Linked DNA regions of Mus musculus: region 1 is linked to region 2. Evidence: chromatin contacts called from public HiChIP or PLAC-seq data. All regions are on one chromosome and are shown on one strand. Each heading gives the region's core, a stretch centred on a gene start, on an enhancer-like site or on the middle of the called end of the contact. The rest is flanking DNA. Distances are from core to core; before and after follow the strand shown. Region 1 has its middle 13 kb from the start of Gm38915. Region 2 overlaps Eps8 (epidermal growth factor receptor pathway substrate 8).

Region 1 (5,500 bases), core at 363-2,862, 130 kb after region 2:
TCATTCTCCACGCCAACAGTGAAAACTGAGAAAAACGAGCAAGGTGATTATGCACTTTCCAGCTCCTGTGGGGCCTCCAGTGCAATCCCTCCTTTCCATACCTCCTCACATCGCACAGCAATCCAGAACTCCTAAGATCTGCTTGATGAAACATAGAAGCTTGGGTTGGGCTTTCACTGTGTAGACATTAATTAAGTCCCTCTTTAGGACCTCTTACAGTCTGCTATCACCTGCAACGCATTTTCGTTGACAGGTGTTCCTTCTCAGCATCCTGTCCATTCCTTCCTTAAGCGAGGACTGGGTGACAGACCCCTCCTCCTTCCCCTTCCATTCTTATTTGGCTACCAATGTCCTGTTCTTTCTGAGACCCTAAGGTCTCCCTCGGGATTGCTTCTCTCTTCCCCCATAACCACTGCTAAGGTTTGTGTCTCAAATTATCACAAGGTTTATAAACTATCTAAAATGTTCAATTCAATACAAGTCTGGGGATGAGGAAGGGGACTAAATCAGAAATAAGTGAAATAAAAGAAGCTGATTCAAAGCAATAAATGGCTCCTTCCAAGTTTCTCGAAGGAAGTGGGTGGGGAGCGCAGCATGTGCTCCATCCGCTTGCACTGTTGTTTCTAAGGCGTGTGTACTGTGTCTCCCTGGGGAAGGAGCCCTTATGAGGAAGCTGAATGTGTCCCTTTAGTACCATCAATTGGGAAATTCTGATGACACACCAAACAATGTCATTCATTTGCTCAGTGCTGTGATAAACGACAACAATGTTAATGTAGCAAATCCAAGTTTGGTTGCCACAATTTGTTAAGCCATGAGATACCTAAGAGATGTTGAATCAGTGAGCTCATGAAAAGGCTATTGGAGCTCAGTATATGTTAGTCCAGTTATCCCTCAATGTTGGACTAGGTAGACTCTCATCTGATCTCTCTCATGTCTTGGCCTCCATAGCTTTGCCAATAAGCCTGCTGGTGTGTGCTGAAGGTGACTCATAACTCTTTAACACCTCCTAGACTTCTTTTGGTCTCTGGAAGAATTTCTTCCTTGCTTGTTTCACTGCAAGCTGGACAGTCATGGTCATATGTCCAGGGCGGTTAGTTTTAGTTTTAGTTCAGACAGGCAGTGGCCTCGAGTTAATTCAAGAGGTGACTAATTTTCTCCAGGAAGAAAGGTGATTTTCTTTCCCAGTACTGGGTGCCTGTCCCAGGGAACTCCATGTGTTAGACAAGCACACTACCGTTCAGCTGCATCCCCTGCCCGACGAAGGGCAATTCTCAAGAAACTAAGCCTCTACAAGAGATGATTAAAAATCGAGTTCACGTAAAGCTTCATGACAAATGTCTAGAGTTCCTTGAGTGACAAGCATCTTTGATTGGTTTCTCTCTCTTTTTAAACAAGGTCTCATTATATACCCTGGCTGGCCTAAAACTCCCTGTGGTCTCCTTGAACAGACAGTGATCTACCTATCTGTGCCTTTTGGATGCTGGGGTTAAAAGCATGTGGCACCATGCCAACCTTGGTTGAATTCTTTTCGAGAAACCCTGAGCAAACTCAATTCAACCAGCATTTGTGGTTTTTGACTACCGCAGCACATTCCAGAGGACTCTGCAATCTTACTACTGTGTTCTGAAATCTGAAGGATTTCTGTATGATCAATTCACACTCCTACAGTCCCCAAGGCTAAGAGCTGCGCTGCCATAATGGGGCTGAGCTCTTGGCTGCAATCTGAGACCATGATTCTCATTCCATGACAACCTGAGTGCCGGTCTGAAGTTCAGACCCTCCGTCAGCACGTATTTCTCCTTGAGACGCTAACACGATCCTTCTTAGTAACGGTTATGTAGAGCAAAAATGCTTAATGTTTTTCTACTTCTTATTCTCTGTGTATAGTTCCTCTCTCCCCTCCCCACGTACCCAAATCCATTCCACAAACACATTGTACTGTCAGAGAATACAAATGCCACTTTCTTTGCCTTGTCAGTGACATGAATTTTTTTCTAACGTAACTTGGCAAAGTCATTGTATTAGAAGTGGTATTCATTTCTTTTCTTATTCTGTGGCAGATTTCAATTCTCCTTCAAAGATTACATAGACTTCCTATACATTCCTTCACGTATCCAACATTTCTCTTTCCCACACAGACTGGATAGCCTTGTAACATCCTGACCTGGTGAGAAAGTGACTGTTTTAGTTTTTTAAATCCATGGTGCCATCTTCTAACTAAAATTCAGAGATAGTTATTTACATAAAAATTATGCACATATTCATGTATCTCCTTCAGCCATGTGTCCTGTGCAGGTCACTCGCATCCTGACATATTTAGAAATCAGCTGCCTCAACATAGCAACTGTCTCCTGCATGCCAACATCCTCCCAACATCTCTTCTTTCCTTCTGTCCTTAGTTATAGTCCACACTATCAGGAACTGTCGTGGTGGGTTACTGTGCTCCACATTATTAACGAGAGCGTGAGGACAAGCTGGTTCCCTGTAATGAGCACCACTGGAATCCAGAGAACAGTAAGGGATGTCTATCACTATATCACATCATCTTATTTGGAGATGGAGAAAGAGCCTTCCGGGATCCCCATGTTAGAGCATCTTGTCTAAGAATCCTTACTTCTGTTCTTGGGCACTCATTCCGATACAGTGGTTCAATCCCGAGGGAGAACAAGTGGTGTTGGCTCTTTACATACCTTCCTATGAGTAGATCTCAGAATCTTTATCTTTCCTTCTTCTGAACAGCTCACAAAGCAAAATCTCTAGGCGTAGCTACGCTGTAAAGAGCAAGCCCGGTGTGGCCATGCAAGCCTGCAATCCCAGTGTTCAGCAGGGGGGCATGAGAAAATTGCTGCAAGGTCTGGACCAGCCTGGACTACATAGACAGCATCAGTCCAGCCAGAGCTACAAGGAAAAGAAGAAAAGAAGAGGAAAAAAAAAACAAAACAAAAATGAGCTAAGACTAGAAACAAAGAGATGAAAAAGACAGACCATTGTCATCTCCTGCAATGGAGACCATGTGAGAGCTGACAGACCCAGAGTCAGGAAGCCCTCTTCAGGGAGACCCTGATTTGTATTGGCCCAGACAAAACTAGGTTCTTGGCTTTTCCTGAGGCACAAGTATCCCTGAATCGGATGTTCATACTTTGAAGAAACTGCTTGGTAATTTACTGAGAGACTCAGTTCAGCCTTTGGGATGCAGGCAAAGTCTCACTGATGTGTGAGAACAAAGATGATGCTGGTAACAACAGAAGGGGTAGCAACAGTGGGCACAAAGGCAGATCATGAAGGCTAACAGCAACAGGGTCCCAGATGGAGTAAAGCAGCCTGCTACCAAGTCCCTGGACTGGGACAGGCCAGCTACTACAGGACCCTAGGAGGGACCATGTATTGTCATGCTGGTCTTAAGGAAAACATGAGGCTCTTGCAGTTTCTCCTAGGCTGGTTGTTAGGGGTTTTGTTTGCAGTATGCAACCTTGGAGAGATGAGGTAATGCCTTCCCCTGGAGCAGGACCAGCCTCATCCCATGGCCTCTGAAAGGGACAAATTCTTCAATCCCAGAGTTCCTCCTCCAGAGGCATGTCTGTCCACCTCTCCTCCCTGTGTCAGCCCCAGACAACCTGAGGTTTGTAGAAAACTGGCAGAAAAACACAGGAAACTCATGCTGCCTGCTGTCTGACAGCAGCGAGACTCAAGCCCTGTGTGCCTTGCCAGAATCTATGACTCAGTAACGGGGACACTCTTCCCTAAAACTAGAGAACAGTCCCAAGCCACTTAGAGTCTCTGGCAGCTCTACCCTCAGGACCCAGAGCAGTGCTAATCAAAGCAGGGCCTTTCCATGTGCTGAACAAGCCTTTGACTTTCCAAAACATATGTGAGGGCAGAGTGGATAGATCTCTCAGCTTGGGTAAAGACAGCACTTGCTTTGCAAACAGGAGGGCCCACATTCAATATCCAAAATGCTCTTTCACACACATGCACACACACACACACACACACACACACACACACACACACACTTCCCATTTGTCTTAGTTTACTGTTAACTTCATCTATGAATACTACATTGGTCAACACAGACTTCTGAAGTCATGAGGCAGATTGTTAACTACTGAACAAAAGCTTGTGCTAGGTGTCCACAGGTGAAGAAAAACAGAATGAATGGGACTTTTACCAAATTTCTCTTATAATAATAATGAGAATTCATCAAATCATCTCCATCTAAGAGAAAATGTAAGAAAAGTCTCAGGCTGATGAAATGTAAGACAGCTACCAGGCTAAGGGTGCTGGCACACGTCTCTAATGGAAGTGCTTGGAAGGCAGAAGCAGGGGGATCCAGCATTCAAGGCCGGCCATGGTTTAATAGCTAATTTGAGGGCAGTCTGAAGTATATGAGACTGTCTCAGAAACAAAAAAACAAACAAAAAAACAAAAAAACAAAATCAAGAGCTCACAGGGATGGCTCAGGCACCCTTCCTCAGCGCCAGCGAGAGGGTGTCGAGTCTCTGGAACTGCTTCCCTGTGCTTTCCTCAACATGCTGACGTCCTGTTTGCATGTGGGTTCCACACCTTTCTCAATGCAGACTAATTTATGGGAAAGCAACCTGTTTGTTTCTTTTTTTTTCCTGGTAAGAAGCTGTAAATTTGTCTTACTTGAAACAGGGACCTTCCTCTTCTTTTCAAAGCCTATGAAGTTGCAGTGCTCAAGAGCAACAGAGGCAGGCCTGGAGCGGGGGCAGGGGAGATCCTGATGTCTGATCTCAAACTTTGAACTTGGTGATGTCTTGCACTGACCTGCCTAAATGATCTTCTGTAGATGCCAGACTATTTGTGTTTAAGGTGGAGAGAACTTCGTTATCACAAGAGTACAGAGGCCCCGTAGACAACTTCTTTCTCTAAACAATTCGCTCACATAGGAATCCCAGGTCTTGGGATTTAGATTGGTGGGGCCATACAATCTCTTCTTTATAAGTGAATGTCAGCAAAAGCCTTTAAGTTATTCAGTCCACTCCATTTGGCTGATTTCTTTTCCTCAGAAGAAGAAGAACTGTTGAGATGTGTGAACAGCTGAATAACAATTTATGATGTAATGAAGTGTAGACAAGTGCCCTCTGTCACATGTGTCCTCTGTCACTCTGCCACACATGTCCTCCATCACATATGCCCTCTGTCATGGGTGTCCTCTGTCATGTGTGACACATGCTTTGTCAGATGCATGTCGACCCAGCCCTGAAGCAGCAGAATCTCTGGATCAGTGGCCTCACAACTGACAGTAAAATGTCTCTCTCTCTCTCTCTCTCCTTCCTTCCTCCCTCCCTCCCTCCTTCTCTCTCTCTTTCTTTTCCTTCCTTCCTTCCTTCCTTCCTTCCTTCCTTCCTTCCTTCCTTCCTTCCTTCCTTTCTTTCTTTCTTTCTTTCTTTCTTTCTTTCTTTCTTTCTTTCTTTCTTTCTTTCAGACTTGTTCATTTTTATTTTATATGTGTGAGTGTTTTGTCTACATGTAT
Region 2 (4,839 bases), core at 1,635-4,134:
TAGAGAAATGCCAGGATAGGGAAGTGGGAGTGGGTAGGTTAGTGAGCAGGTGGAAGGGGGATGGGATGGGGGGGTGTTCAGAGGGGAAATGGGGAAAGGGGACAAAATTTAAAATGTAAATAAAGAAAATATCTAATTTTTAAAAAGATGAAAAAAGAAAATTATTTCTATGAGTTACTTGACTAAATTACATTTTTAACACTTCTCGAAACTTTGATGGTGCTGTGTCAATATGTATGTATGTATGTATATGTGTATATATGTATATATATATATATGTGTGTACATGTATATATGTGTGTGCATATGATTATGTGCATATATGAGTGTGTATGTATGTATGTGTGTGCATGTGTACATGTGTGTGCATGTGTACATGTGTATATGTGTGTGCATGTGTATGTGTGTGTGCATGTGTACATGTGTGTGCATGTGTATATGTGTGTGCATGTGATTATGTGTATATATGAGTGTGTATGTATGTATGTGTGCATGTGTACATGTGTGTGTGCATGTGTATATGCGTGTGCATGTGTATATGTGTGTGCATGTGTATATATGTGCGCATATGCACAATGTTGAGCTGCTAGGAGGTGAAGCCTAGCAAGCAGGAGTAGGTGCCTAAGGGTGTGAATCTGAAAGCTGTTATCTCTCCGGGTTCTAGCCTTTCACTCTGCCTTCTGGCCCTCCTTGATATCAACAGTCTCTGCCACAGACTCCTACACTCGATTGTTCCTGCATGCGTTCCCTGTGTGGACAGAAAACCTTTGAGACTCTGAGACAAAGTAAACCCTCCATTCCTTAAGTAGTTTCATTGGGATAGCCCAGTCACCTTAAGTAGTTTCAGTGGGATAGCCCAGTCACCGTGGCTCAAGAGTAACCAGCACACCCCTGCAATTATATCCTCTCCCTCTCCAGCTTTCCTCACTGTCTGGTGATATGTGTAATCCCAGCAGAACCCCAAATGTGAGGATATGCCAGTCCATCATGGGGGGGCATTTTGGACACCCATGGGGTTAGGAAGAATGTGGGGTGAGGAAGCCAACACTATCCCTGGTTTTTCAGCGAGTTCCCTTCTCTGCTCTTGGATATGTCACATACACTCACAGGCTCCCATTGAGCACTGATCAAATGAGGCACTGGGGCCTCTCTGTAAGGGTGCGCTGCAGCCTCACACTTCCTTAGACCTAGCAAAAGCCACAGGCTAACCTAGTTGTTCGCTTGCTGCTCAGGAGTTTACCTGCACAGATCATCTGCCAGTAGAGAGCAGGGTAAAACATCAGGTAGGAGGTGCGCATGCATGTCCACTGATCTCTGGAGTGAGGGGAAAACATAGAAAGATGCATTCTTCTCTTGGGTCTCCACAAAGCTTGCCTATAACACAGTGTGTAGCTGCTGGAGATTCTATCTTTTGTTTTATAAAAACTTTCACTCCTAGGCAGACATGAGAATCTCACAGTACCATTCTCAAAGTCCTTAGCTGAGAACTCTTTGCTCTGCCAAGGGCCAAACCATTCCATTCCAAGATGATAAAGTGGAAATTTTTCTAGGAAATAAACCAGCATTCAGATTTTTATAAGATATGGGGGACACATTACAGGAATGGTGCTTAATCTCAGAAGCAACTGTTCAAACCTCAGAGAAGCCAGCAGCCAGCACTGTCCCTGACTGGGAGGAAATGGGGGAGGGTGTGGGGAGGACCTACAATGACTATGCGCCAGAAAGAAAAACCAACGCCTCCAGCTAACCCAAGCCCAAGTGCTTAAGATTAAAAAACTAAAAAGAAAAGAGAAGAGAAAAGAAAAGAAAAATTATCAGTCTACTAGTGTAAATGAAAAGGGTAGGCACATCATGTGATGGTTTGTTTGTGTTTGGCCCAGGGAATGGCACTGTTTCGAGGTATAGCCTTGTTGGAGTAGGTGTGTCACTGTGGGTGTGGGCTTTAAGACCTTCATTTTAGCTGTCTGGAAGTCAGTTTTCTGCTAGTAGACTTCAGATGAAAGATGTAGAACTCTCAGTTCCTCCTGCACCATGCCTGCCTGGATGCTGCCATGTCCCTGCCTCAATGATAATAGACTGAACCTCTGAACCTGTAAGTCAGTCCCAATTAAATGTTGTCCTTATCAGAGTTGCCTTGGTCATGGTGTCTGTTCACAGCAGTAAAACCCTAACTAAGACAACTACCCACAAAGCCCCACAGCTACCTGACCGGCTTTGCAGACCTTACAGGACTCAAATTACAGCAGTTTACTCTTAGAAAAGAACTGACTCTGTTCTTTCCTGCGACAGTGCTAGGAGACCAGAGCCAGGTATGTCTCTCTGAGCTCAGGAGCTGCCCAGTGTAGGTTCTGGGGATCAAACTCAGGTCTTCCTGAAGTGAAGGAACTGCTATCAACCGCTGCACCATCTCTCCACCTGCCTCCATCTCTCTCTAAAAGATTTCCCTAAGGAAGTCAATAGTAAGGACATCTGACCGATCTCCTTCATGTCTTCAATACAACCACCTCAGCCATACCTTGGGGCATACCTCATTCTTCCATTCAGTAACCATACAGCATGAAGTTAGGGTTTTTAAATCTTGCAGTGAAGAACCACTCTCCATGACCCTGCTTGAAGCAAAACTGTCACGGAGGCGAAACTAGTTTAAGGATGTAGGTTTGAATTGAGATTTTTCTTTTAAATACTCACTGGGCACACTCACTAAGACACTCCGTGTGAGCGCACACACTAACAAAGCCTTCTGTCAGCGTGGTACGAGGTCAACCCCGATGGAACATTCGATCGGAAAAGCAGAACTCTGGGTGAAAGTCAAGCCTGTTTCCAGCAAGTCCGAGACTGACTCAGAGGAAAAGTGCAGTCCGCTGACTCACTCGCCCACTTCCTGAAACACCCAGTGTTTTTCTTGGAAGGGAGTTGCACACCGGCACCATCCCCATCCAGTTCTGATTAGACAACATAGAACCTAACCCAAACGGCCAAAACCAAGTGAACTCCTCGGAGCTGGCTTTCAAAGCAGACAGCATTCCTCAAACAGGCAATGCCTGGTTCCGAGGGCGAAGACTTTCAGCCAAACACACATGGCCAAAGGATACTTAAGACAGCACACCACTGGGTGCTCACGTGCTTTCCTCTTTATAACATAATTTCTCATGGAGAAAGAAAAACCCAGATAGTCTTTACCGCCAAAATTTAAATTGCTTTTAGCTCTGAAAATTTTCCTCTTTGTTTGGGGAAGATGTATGTGTGTGTAGGGGTATGTGTGAATGTGTGTGTGTGGGAGGGGGGTATGTACATGTGTCCATACCTGTCTGCCTGTCAGTCTGTGTCTCTGTGTCTGTGTGAAGGAAAAGTAGGTTTTCATTAAGCAGTCTGAACTGACCAGCCAACGAGTTTGAGGGACCCATCCTCCCCTAGCCCCTCGGCGCTGGGATGACAAGCACACACAAGCTTGTTTTAACACGGGCTCTTGGCATCAGACTGAGATCTCTGCAAGTGCTTTGCCAGTTGAGCTATCTCCTCAGACCCCCAAGCATGTGCCTTTATTTCCTAAGCAACTGTTCTCTCTGAGTCAACTGTGCAGAGCCCATTACAGAAGCAACAAATAACAAGAGTGAGGTCCACAGGTGTGCCAACCATTGCCGTGAAATCTTTGCATGTTTCAATATGGTTGATAATCACAAATCCTCTAAAGAGGCATGTGCCACTCTCTCTATTTACAGGAAACTGAGGCACATGGCACAGAAATACCTGATCCACCATCACCCAGGCTAAACACAGTTGAAGACTTTAACACAGATAGATAAAGGCAAACCTCCAAGCCCTGAGTCTCCAAGTGTGCCCTGGTCTACGAGCCTTGCCTTTTAGGATAACTAAGACGTTAAGAGCATGTTCCCCCTACCACCACCACCACCACACACACACACACACACACACACACACACACACACACACACACACACACACACACAACCTAGATCTACCTGTCTCTTTCATACATTCGTCTGAAACTCCCCGTGTGACTTTTCTGTCAGTAGGAATTGAGTCCTTCTGCAGTATTTCATTGTTCAGCCAAATGGACATGAGCCTCCCTTGTTTGTGAGTTCTGTGTATTGGCAGTATCAAACAGATCTATTAAAAACACTAGCAGGATCCTGTCCTCCACAGGGCCCTTGGGGAAGAAAAATACACATAACATTTCCGTCTTCAAAATAACAAGCAATTATACAGGACCGTGCAGTTTGTTTCCTCTTGAGCAATCCACCCTGGAAAGAGTTCAGACATCTGAGGCCTCTAGAATTTCACTTTCAGCAAGAAGACTATCCTCTTACACACCAGTCAGCAGCCGAGAAGCCCGCTCGATCTGTAACAAGTTCTCGGGGAATTAGCTCAAGTGTTCTGTGATTATGTGTTTCTAGTTCCAAAGAAGTGAGAAAATCCGAGGAGGTGAGGCAGAATAACACGCGAACTGAAATGCGCCTGGCACTGTGACCTTCAGATTAGCGCCGAGCAGGCAGTGTAATGGGCACAAATGCATCCACTAAGGAGCCCTCACAGAGGCAGGCTAAGAGGAATGCCTTCCCAGTTGGAGGTACTAAATATGCAAATGTACACCAGGCAGCCAGCATGCCTGGTGTGATTCTAGGGTCAACAAAGTGTCACCCTGGTTCCTTAAAACATATCCATTACCCAAGCTGCACAGTGGATGCCAATGCACTTATGGAAATGAATTCGTTCTTTCAAGTTAAACAGTTGTGTTCCCCAGAAAGCACTACTAAACCATAAATGCTCCTGAGAGCAATCACATATTATGCCACAAACATGTAAGTAAGAATTATCAGA

What was found. HiChIP or PLAC-seq counts read pairs in DNA pulled down with a chosen protein or histone mark.
Region 1: an HNF4G HiChIP or PLAC-seq map of pancreatic cancer cells shows a contact between it and region 2. The contact joins two enhancer-like sites. A contact is called at or near these places in 2 of 484 Hi-C or Micro-C datasets (conventional dendritic cells and embryonic stem cells), 3 of 115 datasets of contacts at active chromatin or transcription factors (bone marrow-derived macrophages, embryonic stem cells and pancreatic cancer cells) and 1 of 9 other capture datasets (adipose tissue).

What each region holds. Positions count from the first base shown.
Region 1 is chr6:137,687,224-137,692,723 of GRCm38.p6, forward strand. No RefSeq gene overlaps it. Among named protein-coding and RNA genes, the nearest start is that of Gm38915, 13 kb to the right of the region's middle. Within about 2 kb of position 1,613, at least 27 of the 459 cell types and tissues checked have an H3K27ac peak or open chromatin away from gene starts, as enhancers often do. A contact at or near this core is called in adipose tissue and pancreatic cancer cells, where this site is marked.
Region 2 is chr6:137,556,192-137,561,030 of GRCm38.p6, forward strand. The region is part of intron 2 of Eps8 (epidermal growth factor receptor pathway substrate 8); the gene reads right to left. Among named protein-coding and RNA genes, the nearest start is that of Eps8, 91 kb to the right of the region's middle. Within about 2 kb of position 2,885, at least 208 of the 459 cell types and tissues checked have an H3K27ac peak or open chromatin away from gene starts, as enhancers often do. A contact at or near this core is called in adipose tissue and pancreatic cancer cells, where this site is marked.